Linked DNA regions of Zea mays: region 2 is linked to region 1. The links are chromatin contacts, called in public Hi-C maps. All regions are on one chromosome and are shown on one strand. Each heading gives the region's core, a stretch centred on a gene start, on an enhancer-like site or on the middle of the called end of the contact. The rest is flanking DNA. Distances are from core to core; before and after follow the strand shown.

What was found. A called contact is a pair of places that touch in the nucleus more often than the background predicts.
Region 2: a Hi-C map of tassel shows a contact between it and region 1, with 2.9 times the contacts expected there. The contact joins the enhancer-like site here to the promoter of LOC100217255 in region 1. A contact is called at or near these places in 3 of 25 Hi-C or Micro-C datasets (ear, leaf and tassel).

What each region holds. Positions count from the first base shown.
Region 1 is chr1:19,196,243-19,203,486 of Zm-B73-REFERENCE-NAM-5.0, reverse strand. It overlaps LOC100217255 (putative RING zinc finger domain superfamily protein), which reads left to right and starts at 2,512. Exons shown (of 1, transcript NM_001143610.1): 1 at 2,512-3,986. The coding sequence starts at 2,533. The coding sequence ends at 3,621.
Region 2 is chr1:19,373,569-19,380,104 of Zm-B73-REFERENCE-NAM-5.0, reverse strand. It overlaps the pseudogene LOC103644463. Among protein-coding and RNA genes, the nearest start is that of LOC100274829, 62 kb to the right of the region's middle. Within about 2 kb of position 2,319, at least 14 of the 20 cell types and tissues checked have an H3K27ac peak or open chromatin away from gene starts, as enhancers often do. A contact at or near this core is called in ear, leaf and tassel, where this site is marked.

The DNA.
Region 1 (7,244 bases), core at 1,263-3,762:
TGTGTGCTGCTAACCTAAATTATGTGTGTTGTTTCATAAGCTCAGTTCTATTAAAAAAGTGTGGCACAAATTGAGTTAAGCGATAAACCAAACAGTAGCCGCACATTTAATGGTGTGCCTAACCTTAGGTGTGATAGTAATCCAAACAGCTGCCACACATTTATAGGTGTGCCTAACCTTAGGCGTGAAAATAAACCAAACAAAGATCTAGGGCATGTTTGGTTTGTGGCTAACTGTGTCACACTTTACCTAAGGTTAGTCGTTCGAATTGAATAACTAATCTTAGGCACAAAAGTTAGGCAAAGTGGGGTAAGTTAGGCATCAATCCAAACAGCCCCCTAACCTTAGGCGTCTTAGGCACGCCACAGGTGTGGCAGAGTGCTAACTTTAGGCGTGGCACATTACACGTGCAACCAAACACACCCTAAACCATGCAAGGGCTGACCACATTCCAGCCGCCTTTTCAAAGCCATCTGTCGTTTGCTTGGTTAGACGGGGTACAATACGTGAAAATGTCTTCATAACTCAAATTGGAAGATCCCCTTAATTACTAGTCTTGTCTGGGCTGCGCACGTGCTGAAGCAGCCCGGCAAAAACACAGGGTGGTCATCCGCAGATGGAGTCCGAATTAGTTATTATGGCCCAGATGTGTTTTCCCTTTAAATAAACTAAAAGCCTGGCCCGGTTCCATCGATAACGAAAAACATCATCGTGTCCACGTGAAAAAGGCCAAGCATTGGCAGCCCAGTTTCACACTCCAGTGATCCAGTGTCCATCCATCCATGTTTAGAAATCATTAACAAGTTGCAGGCTCGCAGCCGTAATATATAGGACTGGACATTCGGTTTATTTTGAAACTTCGGTTCGGTTTTTCGGTTTTAAAAAACTTCGGTTTTCTAGACATTAGAAACTGATCGATTTTCTAGAAAACAAAAAACCGAGAAGTTCAGTTTCGGTTTTTTACTTCGGTTTTTGGTAAAAACCGAATATCAAACTTGTACTCAAGGCAACACATATAACAAGTTTATATGATAGATTACACATAATTTTAAAAAGTAAAAATTATATAGGTACAAATATTTAGAGATACATCATACATCATATATAAATAAGTGAATAACAATTTGATTGCTTCACACATTTAGTTCACATAATCAAATAGTCAAATTTTAGAATTGATAAAGTTTGATATTCGGTTTTTTGTATTTCGGTTCGGTATACGGTGAAAACCGATTACGATACCGAAAACTGAACTTCTGAAATACAAAAACCAAAATCGAACCGAACTACCGAAATTTCGGTTCGGTTTTCGGTTTATGGTAAAAAAATGCCCACCCCTAATAATATAATAATAAAATGAAATGTTTACACCTACGGAACCAACAGGAAACACTTTTTTGTGTTTTATTAAAATAAAGTCTAACTATAGAAATTGTATCAATATACTGACTAGTCAGTCCTACATGAATCATTAATTCATGAGTAGAGAGTCTCCTAGGTCACGCACGCAATGGCAAATTATAGTGTGGCACAAAAGAAAAGGTAAAACTGAAATGAAACGAGAGATCTAGCAGCTGAAAGAACTCAAACCAGCAACGAGCACGCCGCACGTAAAAATGACCTGAATAGCTCTCAGAGTGGCGGTTGGCAAACCTGGGTCTCAGATTTCAAACTGCAACGAACCATCGCAGTGGCAGCTGGACGGGCTTCTGCAGGCCTCTGCTTGCTCAGAAAATCGTTTTCCTCCTCCCCCCCCCCCCCCCCCCCCCCCCCCCCCCCCTAGTAGTGAGGTGAATAGGATACAGACTTCCTACCTCTACCTGCCAGGTGACAGCAACGATCGATCGCATTCGCATCGCATGGCGCAGCAAGGTGGCGGCAGGTAGGCTGGTCAGGGAAGAAGTGGGCCTGTGAGCCTTTCGGTCACAAGTTTAGTTCGTCGTCGAAGTGGCGGTGGAAACGAGTAGAAAAAGGTTGCGTTGTTTGCAACCGTGGCTTTGGGTAATTGGATTTATTGGTTCAGTAGCGTCTGCATGGTCCGCAGAGGCGCAGACGAGGTGGCGTGCAGCTGCGCTCACCTGTGCTTGTGCCCCACGTCCATCGACGCACAGAGGAAAAAAATTGTGTGCGTACCTGTTGCAAACTATTGTTTGCCAAAGGGTGATCGGCAAACGCATTATTCAAATCGCTAACAAACCAGAGCCTCGTTCGTTCATCTGAAACCATGCGTCAGTATAGTTGTATATCACCGGCGAGTTGACCCATTAAACAAGAGAATTATTATGCAGACAAGCAGTTCCGACAAATTGCACAGGCATGAATATGGGGTGCAGATTAGAGAGCATTCATCAGCAGCAACGGTTGCACGCCTGAGCCCCGTGTGACCGTGTCGCATGCCCTGAAGCCTGACCGGGTCTAGGGCTCTTGACCGTGCCGTGCGTTACAATTGCGCGCCCCGCGTAATTACACTTCCGGTTCCTTCAAACCTCTCTCTCTCTTCTCTCCGGTTGTCGCCGGAACTCAGAGGCGGCAATGGACAGCCGACACATCGCGCCACCGCCCGCCGTCCTGTTCCTCGTGCTCCTGTCCACCGCGGCGCGGCCGTCTCTGGCTCAGCCGAGCAACAACAGCACGAGCGGCCACCACTCCCGGACGGCCGGCGGGTTCACGCCGACCACGGTGATCGTGCTCGTGGCCCTCGTCTCCGCCTTCGTCGTCCTCACCCTCTTCTCCATCTACATCAACCGCTGCGCGCCGACCCGCCCTCCCCCGCAGCGGCCGTCCCGCCCCGCTCCAGCTCCACCGGACCACCACCACCACCAGGCCTCCTCCGCCACCGGCGGCGGCGGAGGCGGAGGCGTTCTCCATCCGGAGCGCCGCGCGCGGGCCGGGCTCGACAAGGAGGCCGTCGTGTCGTTCCCTACCGCGGTCTACGGCGACGTGAAGGCGCGCGTGGCGGGCCCGCTCGAGTGCGCGGTGTGCCTCGCCGCGTTCGAGGACCGCGACGAGCTCCGGGTGCTCCCCGCCTGCTGCCACGTCTTCCACCCGGACTGCATCGACCCCTGGCTCGCCGGCGCCGCCACGTGCCCGCTCTGCCGCGCCGACCTCACGGCCGCCGCGCCGCACCCTCCTCCCGCCTCCTCCTCGGGCTCCTCCTCCGAGCCGGCGGTGCGGGAGCGGGAACAGGAGGCGCGCGACGAGGAGCGAGACGAGGAGGCGCGCCTCGTCGCCGCCTTCACGCCCGAGTCCGTCATGAGCTTCGGCGCGGCGCGCCCCCACGAGTTCGTCTACCGGCGGACGCAGTCCGCCATGGACGTGCCGGACCGGCACACGCTGCGGCTGCCGGAGCACGTCATGAAGGAGCTCGCGGCGGTCCGCAGGCACCGGCGGGCCGCGAGCCTCGCCGTGTACCCCGACGGCGTGGAGCGGGCGCCCGGATGGCTGGCGTCGTTCTGGCGGTCCGTGCCGTGGCAGCGGCCGAGCCGGACGGACTCGGACGCCGTCGACGAGCACGGCGGCAGCAAGCGCGTCTTCCCCATCGCCGGAGCTCCGTCGGAAAGACCCAGCGGATCAGGGGATGCTACAGACGAGGAGAAAGCCGACCGTGGCGCTGGCGCGTGATTCAGCTTCGCGTCCAATGCAAGGGACGATGATCATTGATTGGTGTTGTGAACTGTGAAGTCATCAAGTGCTAGCTGCCTCCCTCTGGGAAAAATATGAAATTCTAGTTTGGTTTCTAGTTATTTTTAAAAAAAGCGTACCTAAAATTAGAAAAAAGGGTATTCCATTCCGACGTTTTCATCCTAGACGTTGGTTTAGAACTGCATTCCTTTTTCAGATGGAGGGAAAAGTAGCGTGATGGTAGAATTAACGTGTGTCCCCGATGCCGGTCGATGCTTTTTATCCCGGTACTAATGTACTCGTATACTCCATGATGATTTTTTGGTCTGGGTATGAATGCCTGGTGAAATTGTAAGATTTTTAGCAAGTGATTATTATTCTCTACGAGTAGGTCATTAACAGTAGCTGGATTAGGTAACCGTGGTCCGCAATTAGCAGCATAATAAAGTTACTCGGAAGTCCTTGATTGCCTCCAGCTGTGACATGAAGCTGTGCAATAGAGTCCAAGCAGAGCAGGCATGAGACATTGAGACACATAATAAAAGTTGATTTTTTTTCTTTTTTCTTTTTCTGGGCGGTGCCTGGTGGTCAAAGATAACTGGTCGAAGAATGTATTCCGTCAGAAACAAGGGCCGCCACAGTTGTACGTACGCGAGAAGGTCAGCTCCTAGGCGACTTTATCCCGTGCCCATGCACGATTGCATGACGGCGACCCAAATTGGACGAGGACCACGTGCCAGGCGGCGGTAGCCGGCAGAGCCGAAGGGCTCCTTGTTACAATTTGGTCCAATTGTGCGTGATCCAATTCAAATAAGGAAGCTATGAGTAAAGATGGTATAAAAGCTTTAGTCTCATATTTCTCATCTATGTAGAAGAAAACCAATTTATATATGAAGGTGTTCACCATTATTCACATGACACAAATAAATGCATATAAAGTTTGCCACACGCATGTTCGCTCGCATTTCGTGTTTTTCGTGTAATTATCGCGTGACTTGTGATTTAGAACGATGCGTGATCACGACGTGACGTGTGTTCAATAACAGTTTATTATTTTTTTCTTTTTTTATTTGGTTGTCAAATATCACACCTAGATAGCTAGACTGCCACGTCAAACAAGAGTAATGGGCGACATCTCCGAGCGGTTGCACGTATTGAGGTTCCATAAGTGGTTCATGAAATTTAGCAGTTCGAACCCGTCAAGTTGCAGTGACCCTCTATAAAGGGGACATCCTTCGGTCGGAGGGCGAACGTAAACACAACAACTGACTCAACTTTTCATTCTCAACTCTCTGTGCCGCTGCTTCTCTACTCTGTTGTCCCTTTGTCTGTCGTACAACAGATCAAGGGAGAATCGTGTCTCCGAACCAACACCGACGATTTGACGACTTGCACTGGTGCCAGCGTATTAGGTTTCTGGGAAGTGCTTCATGCACGTCCGCTCGTGTTCCTCACCATCACTCGTGCAAAACACTATAAGTAAATATGCATTTTCAATTTCTTGTGATGACGGTCTTATGGTTATATCCGTTATTGATTTTTCTTTTATGTGTTAATTTGATTGAGTTAGTCCAAATATGTTATGTTCTAACATCATGGGTATTATCTGCAAGTAGATCTGGATTTTACATTTTATGTTGCATTATCAAATTGATCTTAGGCTCTGTTAATTTTGTAACATCACTCAGTGCAAGTACAGTAAAAGTGGGCTCCAAACAGCTATTTGTCATTAAAATCTTAAGTGGCAGGACGAGAACACATGAGAGAGAAAAAAGTAGTTACTTCATCACGAGCTAGTCTCCAGCGTATTCTACGAGTAGCAAAAGCATACAACATGTTGTGAGAGTTAAGGCTGACTCTATCTTTCTTTTTTGTCAATCAAAATAATTCCTCTCTTTAATTTTAAGCCACCTAAAAATAATCTTATTATATGTACTGGTTTTATTATTGGCTCCCATGGTATAGCAAAAATATAGAGCATTCAGTTAGTTATTCTATTAGCCTAGCTCGGATGGCCGTCGCTCCGTGCAGACATGCATGCCAACTTTTTTTTGCATTTTAGTCCTTTTGGAGTTTTTTGCATAATTGTGCCCTTTGTAGTTTCATTTCAAAAAATGGACCCTAACCTCGGCGCCGTCATCATTGGCGCCGAGGTAACACATAGTGGCGCCGACATAATTGGCGCCAACTTTTCCTACGTGGAAGCCGATGTGGCAAGTCTCAGGGGGTCGACGCCATAAATCTTGGCGCTGACCCCCTGGATAGCACCGGACCCCGCCGTCAAGGGGGGTCGGCGCCAAGATCTATGACGCCGACCCCTTGGGACTTGCCACATCGGCTGCCACGTAGGAAAAGTTGGCGCCAATGGTACTGGCGTCGCTGTGCGTTACCTCGACGCCAATGATGATGGCGCCGAGGTTGGGGTCCATTTTTTGAAATGAAACTGCAAAGGGTATAGTTGTGAAAAAACCCAAAAGGGACTAAAATCCAAAAAAATTGGTCATGCATACAGGCTGCCACAACACAAGCATAACAGCACAAGCACTTCGATTGGAAACATTTTTGGTACTTTTAAAAAATTAACTATATGGAAACAATATCCATTCGGCATTTTTTTTGATGTGACATGCTTGCACAGACGAGAAATGTTCTCGTGTGTGTGGTAATACTCCACCCGTTTTTTTATTTATCATATTTTATTAAAAAATAAACTAACGAGTGATAAATATTAAAAAATGGATATAGTATAATAGATACCCATCAGGCAAAGGTTACAAAACCTGAATGCAACAATTTTCTTTTTGGCTACAGTACACCCTTTACTTCCCGAGAAGTAATATCTTGAACAAATTATAGCACTTGTTTTTTGAAAAAAATGATACATTTTTAAATGCGATAACAAATTTATATAAGTAAAATTAATGAAAAAACAATTACTATCGACAAGACCAACGGTTTATCACTTACCTTCTCCTAAGAGTATCTCCAACAAGGTGTCCTATATACAAATGTCCTAAAATTTAAAAATAAGTATATTTTATATGATTTAGGGTACTAACAAAAAATTATGCTCTAATATTAAAGTTATAAATCTAAATTATAGTGCAACCCACTATGGTGTAGTATATTTGAGACATTTGAGAGAGTGATCTATATTTTTTTTTACCAAATTTTATAAAATTAAACACTGTTGAAGTATATTTTTCTTTATAAAGTCCTATATTTCAATTTAATACACCAATTTAAGGTACTGTTGAAGATACTCGCTGCAAGCATGGATCAACAATACAACAACGAAAAGGTAATCTTCATCCAATTTTTTTGCTGAGATATATTGTGTTGTTCGCCTTGCACACTGTAAGAACGTATACAAGAGATGCACAATCCGATCAAGACGAGGTCATCATGGGTGGATGCAGATGCATGGTCACGTCAATCATACACGTGTCGAAAAATTTAAAACTACTTATTATAGGCAGTTATACGTAGCAAGCTGTGTCATGCACCTTGTGTTATTTTATAGTACTATTTTCCTTGAAAACGTTACACCGATCGAAGAGGCGAAGATCACAATTTTGCATTTGACCACATTACGACATAATGTTACACTGTAAATCGATTTA
Region 2 (6,536 bases), core at 1,070-3,569, 180 kb before region 1:
AGCCAGATGGGACGCCGGTCTTGTTCCCCATAGCCTGAGTCAGCTCGGGGTAGGGTAATGATGGCGCTTTCTGTTGACGTGGTCGGTTCGTGCCCTAGGTTGGGCGAGGTGGAGGCTCCTCCGAGGTCGAGGTCGAGTCTGTCTCCCAAGGTCGAGGTCGAGTCCGAGCCCCCGGGTCGGACGAGGCGGAGACCGTCGGCTAAGGCCAGGGCTGAGTCCGAGCCCTGGGGTCGGGCGAGGCGGACTTCGTCGTCCTTCGGGGCTGAGCCCGGGTCCGAGCCCTGGGGTCGGGCGAAGCGGAGTTCATCGTCTTCCGGGGCTGAGCCCGAGTCCGAGCCCTGGGGTCGGGCGAAACAGAGTTCGTCGTCTTCCGGGGCCGAGCCCGAGTCTGAGCCCTGGGGTCGGGCGGAGCGGAGTTTCCCATGGCGCCTAGGGCCGGACTTGGCTGCTGTCAGCCTCACTCTGTCGAGTGGCTCAGCAGTCAGAGCGGCGCAGGCGGCGCTGCCCTCTTGTCAGACCAGTCAGTAGAGCGGCGAAGTGACTGCGGTCACTTCAGCTCTGTCGACTGGAGGCCGGGCGTCAGGATAAAGGTGTCAGGCCACCTTTGCATTAAATGCCCCTGCGATTTGGTCGGTTGGCGTGGCGATTTGGCCAAGGTTGCTTCTTGGTGAAGACTGGGCCTCGGGCGAGCCGAAGGTGTGTCCGTTGCTGGAGGGGGTCCTCGGGCGAGACGTAGATCCTCCGGGGTCGGCTGCCCTTGCCCGAGGCTGGGCTTGGGCGAGGCGTGATCACGTCCCTCGAATGGACCGATCCTTGACTTAATCGCACCCATCAGGCCTTTGCAGCTTTGTGCTGATGGGGGTTACCAGCTGAGATTTAGGAGCCTTGAGGGTACCCCTAATTATGGTCCCCGACACCTTTCATCACCTCATATCTCATACTCCACTATGTACACAACACTCTATAATGTAACACAATGTTTTGCTGGACTATATGTATGATCTACTTCTCACAGCGTAAGACACGGTAATAGGCTAGTAGCTGATAGCAGCGTAGAATGGATCTATGCATCATGGATTCAATATTTCTCCCTCCGTCCCATAATTATAAACCAATCCAAACTTTTGTAAACAGTCAGAGCGATCTTAAATTTAACTAAATTTATATAATAGAATAATAATTTTTATAATTCCAAATAGATGTTATTAATTTTTCACCGGTTGTATTCTTGTAGCATATCTATTTTATGTCATAATTTTATTTTTTTGTTAGACTTAAAAGCTTTAACTCTCTAAAAAATTTAAATATCTTGTAATTTGAAACTGAGAGGATATCGGTTCAACTCGTGCCTAGCATTATCTATCATATAGTGTGACTATCTAACACAACAATCGAAGTTTTGGAGTCAGACACATACATGGCCAAGTGCAAGTGGACCGACCGCATAGGGCTTCTACAATTCTGGGGGCCCTAATTTGGTTGTGTTGGATATTTAGATGTGTCTGAATCGTGAAATATAATCGCGTATAGAAAACAAACACGAACATTGTCGTCGGCGCATCACGTGATACACTACGAGGCATAAGGTACCTATCGTCGATCTAGACAACTCCTGTATTCAGCACGTCTTAGTAGTCACCTCTGTAGTCAGCATGTAGCATCAACATTTAATAACAAACTGACCTGCACGCAAGATTTTGAAGCTTACATGTGAAGGCAGTGACTTGATCATCAGTTAATTCAACAACACCAGGTATATATTAGCCAATCAAACCACTAATACTTTTTTGTGTTGTCACTAGCGATTACAATAATCTAAACCTCATTAACTAAAAAATATATTCATTTTACTAGGTATGTGCTAGTTTAATTAATTAATTTGGCCATGCTTGTTATGCATAAAATAGAGAGAGCAATTTTATCATCACATTTTTAAAGTTAGAAAATGTTATTCTTGTTATAAAAAGTGCAAGGAAAAAAAGGCCTCGGTATGTGTTTCGCTCCGGGGCCCAAAAAACATAGGTACGAGCCAGTTTGAAGTACAATGCTAACCACGTGAGCCATACAAAATGAATGGTCCTTTATTTAGCGTCTCGGGCTTTAGCTTGGAATATGTAATAAGGATTTTAATTCAGGTGTGTTGCTGTAATAAGTTTGGATTTATGCCTATTCTTTCTTGAAAAAGTTTGAAGCTATAATTTTTTTCTATTATCTTGAAAAAGATTGGTCCTCAGAATGTCAAGCGTAGATTGTTAGCACAGCAATGTTTGGCTTGATCTTTGCTATAGGAGAAGGTAAGTTTTTATGGGCCTTGAAGCCGTTAACTTGACGGTTCTGCCCTTCTGAGGCCTTCTTGCAGTTATGGGCCGATATCTTGGGCTGTCGCCTGTCAGGCACTTTGGGAAACAATTCAAGAATCCGGAAGACGTTTTTTTTTTGGAAAGAAAACGTCGGGCGACGCGTCACCAAATTCTCTGGACAGTCTGTTTAGGTTCAAACAGTACTTTCTATAGAATGGCGACAAATATACAAACACACAATAGCTAATTTGATTGAACATGAGAAAACAATGCGCCATCACTACGCAGCTCAAGCAACTGCTAGTTAAAATGACGGGAGAGAGGGTACCTTTGGCCCGTTTTTTTTCACGCACAATGTGTTCTCTTTCAGGCCCAGTTTAGTTGCTAGAAGTTGAGAGAAATTGAAAAGTAATTTAATAAACAAATAAAAAACACTATCTAAATATTTATAGAATCCAAACAGGCTGTTAGTGAGCTTTTAGTTTTCCCTTTATAAACAGAAAACAAACAGAGAGTGTGAGATAATTGATGGCGAGTCAAACAAAAGTTACTTTTATGAACAATATATAGTATTTTTTTTGTTTAAAATGATCTAACAACCATTCAAATTACACCATGAATATCAATTGCTGCATATTAACAAAGATAGGCATGTACCAATCTAGGGAAAATATCATATAAAGTATCGAAATTAAATACTGCAGACGGCATCTAAGCAAAGAAAAGTAACTATTTCTTTCTAAGACAAATGACCATGAAGACAGTATTATATAAGCTACAAAGAAAACACGAACTATTGGTGTACAACTTATAAAATATAAATGTTATAAGTTTGGAACAAACAATTTATATATAGCTAAGAGATAGGGACATTTGTATTTGCGGCAGATTCAGCTGTAAGTCTGTAACCCATCCCATCTTTAGGGTGACGGGAATGGGTGCGAAAATCATTCTTTCATTCCTGTTTCTATATATATGTTTTAGAAATGTGATCGGATGTGAGAAAAAAAGACAGAACTAACAATGTTTTAAGAAATGGAATCAGATTTGAAAAAGCCTAAACTAGAAATAGAATCAGGATATGTGGACATATGGAAATGGGAGATGATCTAATATTCTCAATTATGCATATATAAAGGCACACAATAATATACACATAGATACATGAAGATCGGTTTGATATTTTTTTGCAAGTCATATGTGTTAATAGGTGTGTGCCCGTGCGTTGCAACGGGAAACATATAACTGTGGACGCCCATGGCAGGTAATGGTCGCACGTGGTATAGTGCAGGAGCTGCAACGCGGCGCTCAAGGCCATGAAGGCGCTCGAGGCTGCCCTGCAGGTGGCCTCAGTCGTCGTCGTCGGGTTCCTTGCCGTCGCCAAGGGAACGGTCCTCACGTCGACTGTTCAGAGGGTCACGATCGTGTCGGCGGTCGTGTTGTGCTTCGCTGCCTCCCGCTGGCTTGCCAACTTCATCCAGAACTTCTACTTCCAAGACTACATCCACGTCTACAAGTGACGCGCTCACGAATACATCTGTTTTTTAAGGTTTTTGTTGCTAGAAGATTGTTGTATTTACTGTGAATGCATATTATTAGGAGAATTGGGTGGGTAGAAAGCAATATCTATGCTGCATTAACTTGTATATAATAATGCATATAATCGATGATGAAACGGAATACACGTGACTTCAGTTGTGTTCACTGGAACTGCAAATTAGCTGAGTTGGTTAGATGATCTGAGTAATACTTCGCTGATACGGCGTGGCGGCCCCGCAGCCAATGGTACGGTGTACGACGTGGTAGACGAGCTGCTCTCCCAAGAGCGCAGCAGCCTGCTGCCCCACCTAAATCGATAAATAAGTTACCAATGGTATTATATGTTCCCGTTGCAACACTCCCAGATCCCCAAGGAAGAAAAAGATCCGGTCAAATATGTGTTGATGCTCATCCCCAGCTTACATAAGTTACCAATGGTATTATATGTTTTCGTTGCAACGCACGAGCACACACCTAGTATAATACATATGATATCATGGTTAAGTCTTGTCATAGTGCTTCAATCCTCTATGACCTGACTGGCGTTTTTAGTGTCTTCATCAAACCTGCTTGATGCTCAATAGAGAAGTATAGCTACACGGTATCTTCGGACAAGTTCCTTAGTTTCGTGGTGTCTCAGCGAGGATCGATGCCAACATAGAGAAGGTCTACACTATTAGTGTCTGTTTAGTTTGGCTTTTGGATTCAGTTTTTGCCCCTAAAAGTCAAAAGCCAAACCAAAAGGTTTGATCCAGGAAGTAGCTTTTTCTAAAAGTGTCTTTCTCACAGCATAAAACTAAAAGCACTCCTAGACCTGCTTTTTATTGGTTTTCGTATGGAATTGTGAAAACATATATCGAAGAACTTTTAACGACTTTTAGTGGTTTCCACCAAACGGTTTTTAGTTTTTTAACAACTCACAACCAACAACAACTTTTTTACAACTCACAGCTCATAACTTTTTTTCACAGCCACAGCCCAACCAAACATATCCTTAGTCTCATGTGCTCCATGACTCGCATTCGACAACTCTAATGCCTCGCTATGTGTTTGGCCGCACTGAGCCGCTACGTCTGGAAACTTAATGAGCGAGACCTCCCATTCTTCAAGCTCTATATGTTCCCGTGAACAATCGTGGGCAGGATTCTAGGTGGGAGACGGCCTGTTTGGTTCAGCTTTTTTCTGACCAGCTTTTCTGAGAATCTGGCTGTGTAGAGAATCTGAGTATCATTAGGATTACGTGCGGAGGAAGATAAAGGTGTCCATAAGACTCAGGATGTAGAAAGTTATTGCAACGACTCAACCGATTATGTGTTTATGTTGATTTTGAATGATTTTTACGCAAACAAATTTTATAGAAGCTGACTGAAAAGCTGAGCGTTTGTTAGTCCGCAGCAGCTTTTGGTGATCAAAAGCTCCAAAAAGCTGAAACAAACAGGGGCAATAGCTGTCGCTGGGCCTTCCCGTGAACAATCGTGGGGCAGACATCTTCTAGAGTCCCTAGTGAACTCGAGAGCTATCAACCCCACCGACGCCTATATGTTCAGAGGTCTCAACTTCCATGCAGAGCAGAGCAGCAGTACTAAACAGGCCAGCCTCTAGTACGGAGGCGGACGGCCCGGGAGGCCATGGCTCTCAGGGTGTCTTGTGTTGTGGACACGGCGTCGCGTGGCTGACTCTCCTGCTCAGGCTCCTCAAAGGCATTCACGAACTCCTCTTGTTGCAACCTGTACGCCAACGCCGCAGCATCTTCAGATTGCTCTAATCTTGTCAACAGCAGCTGCGAGGCAGGGACGAAGCCCCTCCTGCTGTTACTGTTTCTTGTGCTGCCATGTGTGCTGACGATGAAGTTCGCACTGGCGCCGAGTTCGATGAAGCTGCTTCTTGTCCTACCCTCGCTGCTGATGAAGCCGCTGCCCACTGCTCCTGCTCCTAGTTCTCATACCGGAGCCACCTTGTGAGAACCTATTAGCTCTCACATCGTCCTTGTCGCATGGTGAAGGTGATGAGCCCGAACCCTTTCTTACCTCAACCTCACTGGGAAATAAGAGCTGAATGGTGTTCCAGAGCACAGTGTTGACGGTGCACGATTTCGAGCTGTTGTTGCAGAGTGCGCCAATCATCTAGACAACAAAGCCTCTAGAGTCTGTTCACCAAACACACATCTTTTTGCCGAGATTGCACAACTTCCAAGAACCGTCTTACCTGATGAACTGCCTGCATTTGGGACACCGTTTCCCACACTTGGCTGTAGCATGTCTTAAGCATCTCATGCAGAAGCTGTTAAACAGAGTAGCAGTAATGTGAGTTTCAGAAATGTTCGATTTAAAATTGTCAATAACATAACTGCCTCAAAGAATGACCAATTCAAAAAAACTTCAGGTAACACCAGTGTAACCATACAAGGTTGTGTCCATAGTAATTTCTTTCCACTCCAACCTAACAATGAGAATAGTGTTCCCTGCCAGAATTTAAAAAAACAAATATTTGTGAATTGACCGTCTACACAGTAAACAAGGTTTCAGTGGCCCAAATTTTGCCGTGTAACTGACAGCCTAATCCTTGTTTGAACTTTGAAGCAAGAATGTACACTTCAAATAGTTGAACAAAATACGTTGAGAAAGCAACTGCATTGTATGGTTATAGGAACTAAAATGAACTATACAATAATTCTTGCTGCGTTCCCTGCCAGACACA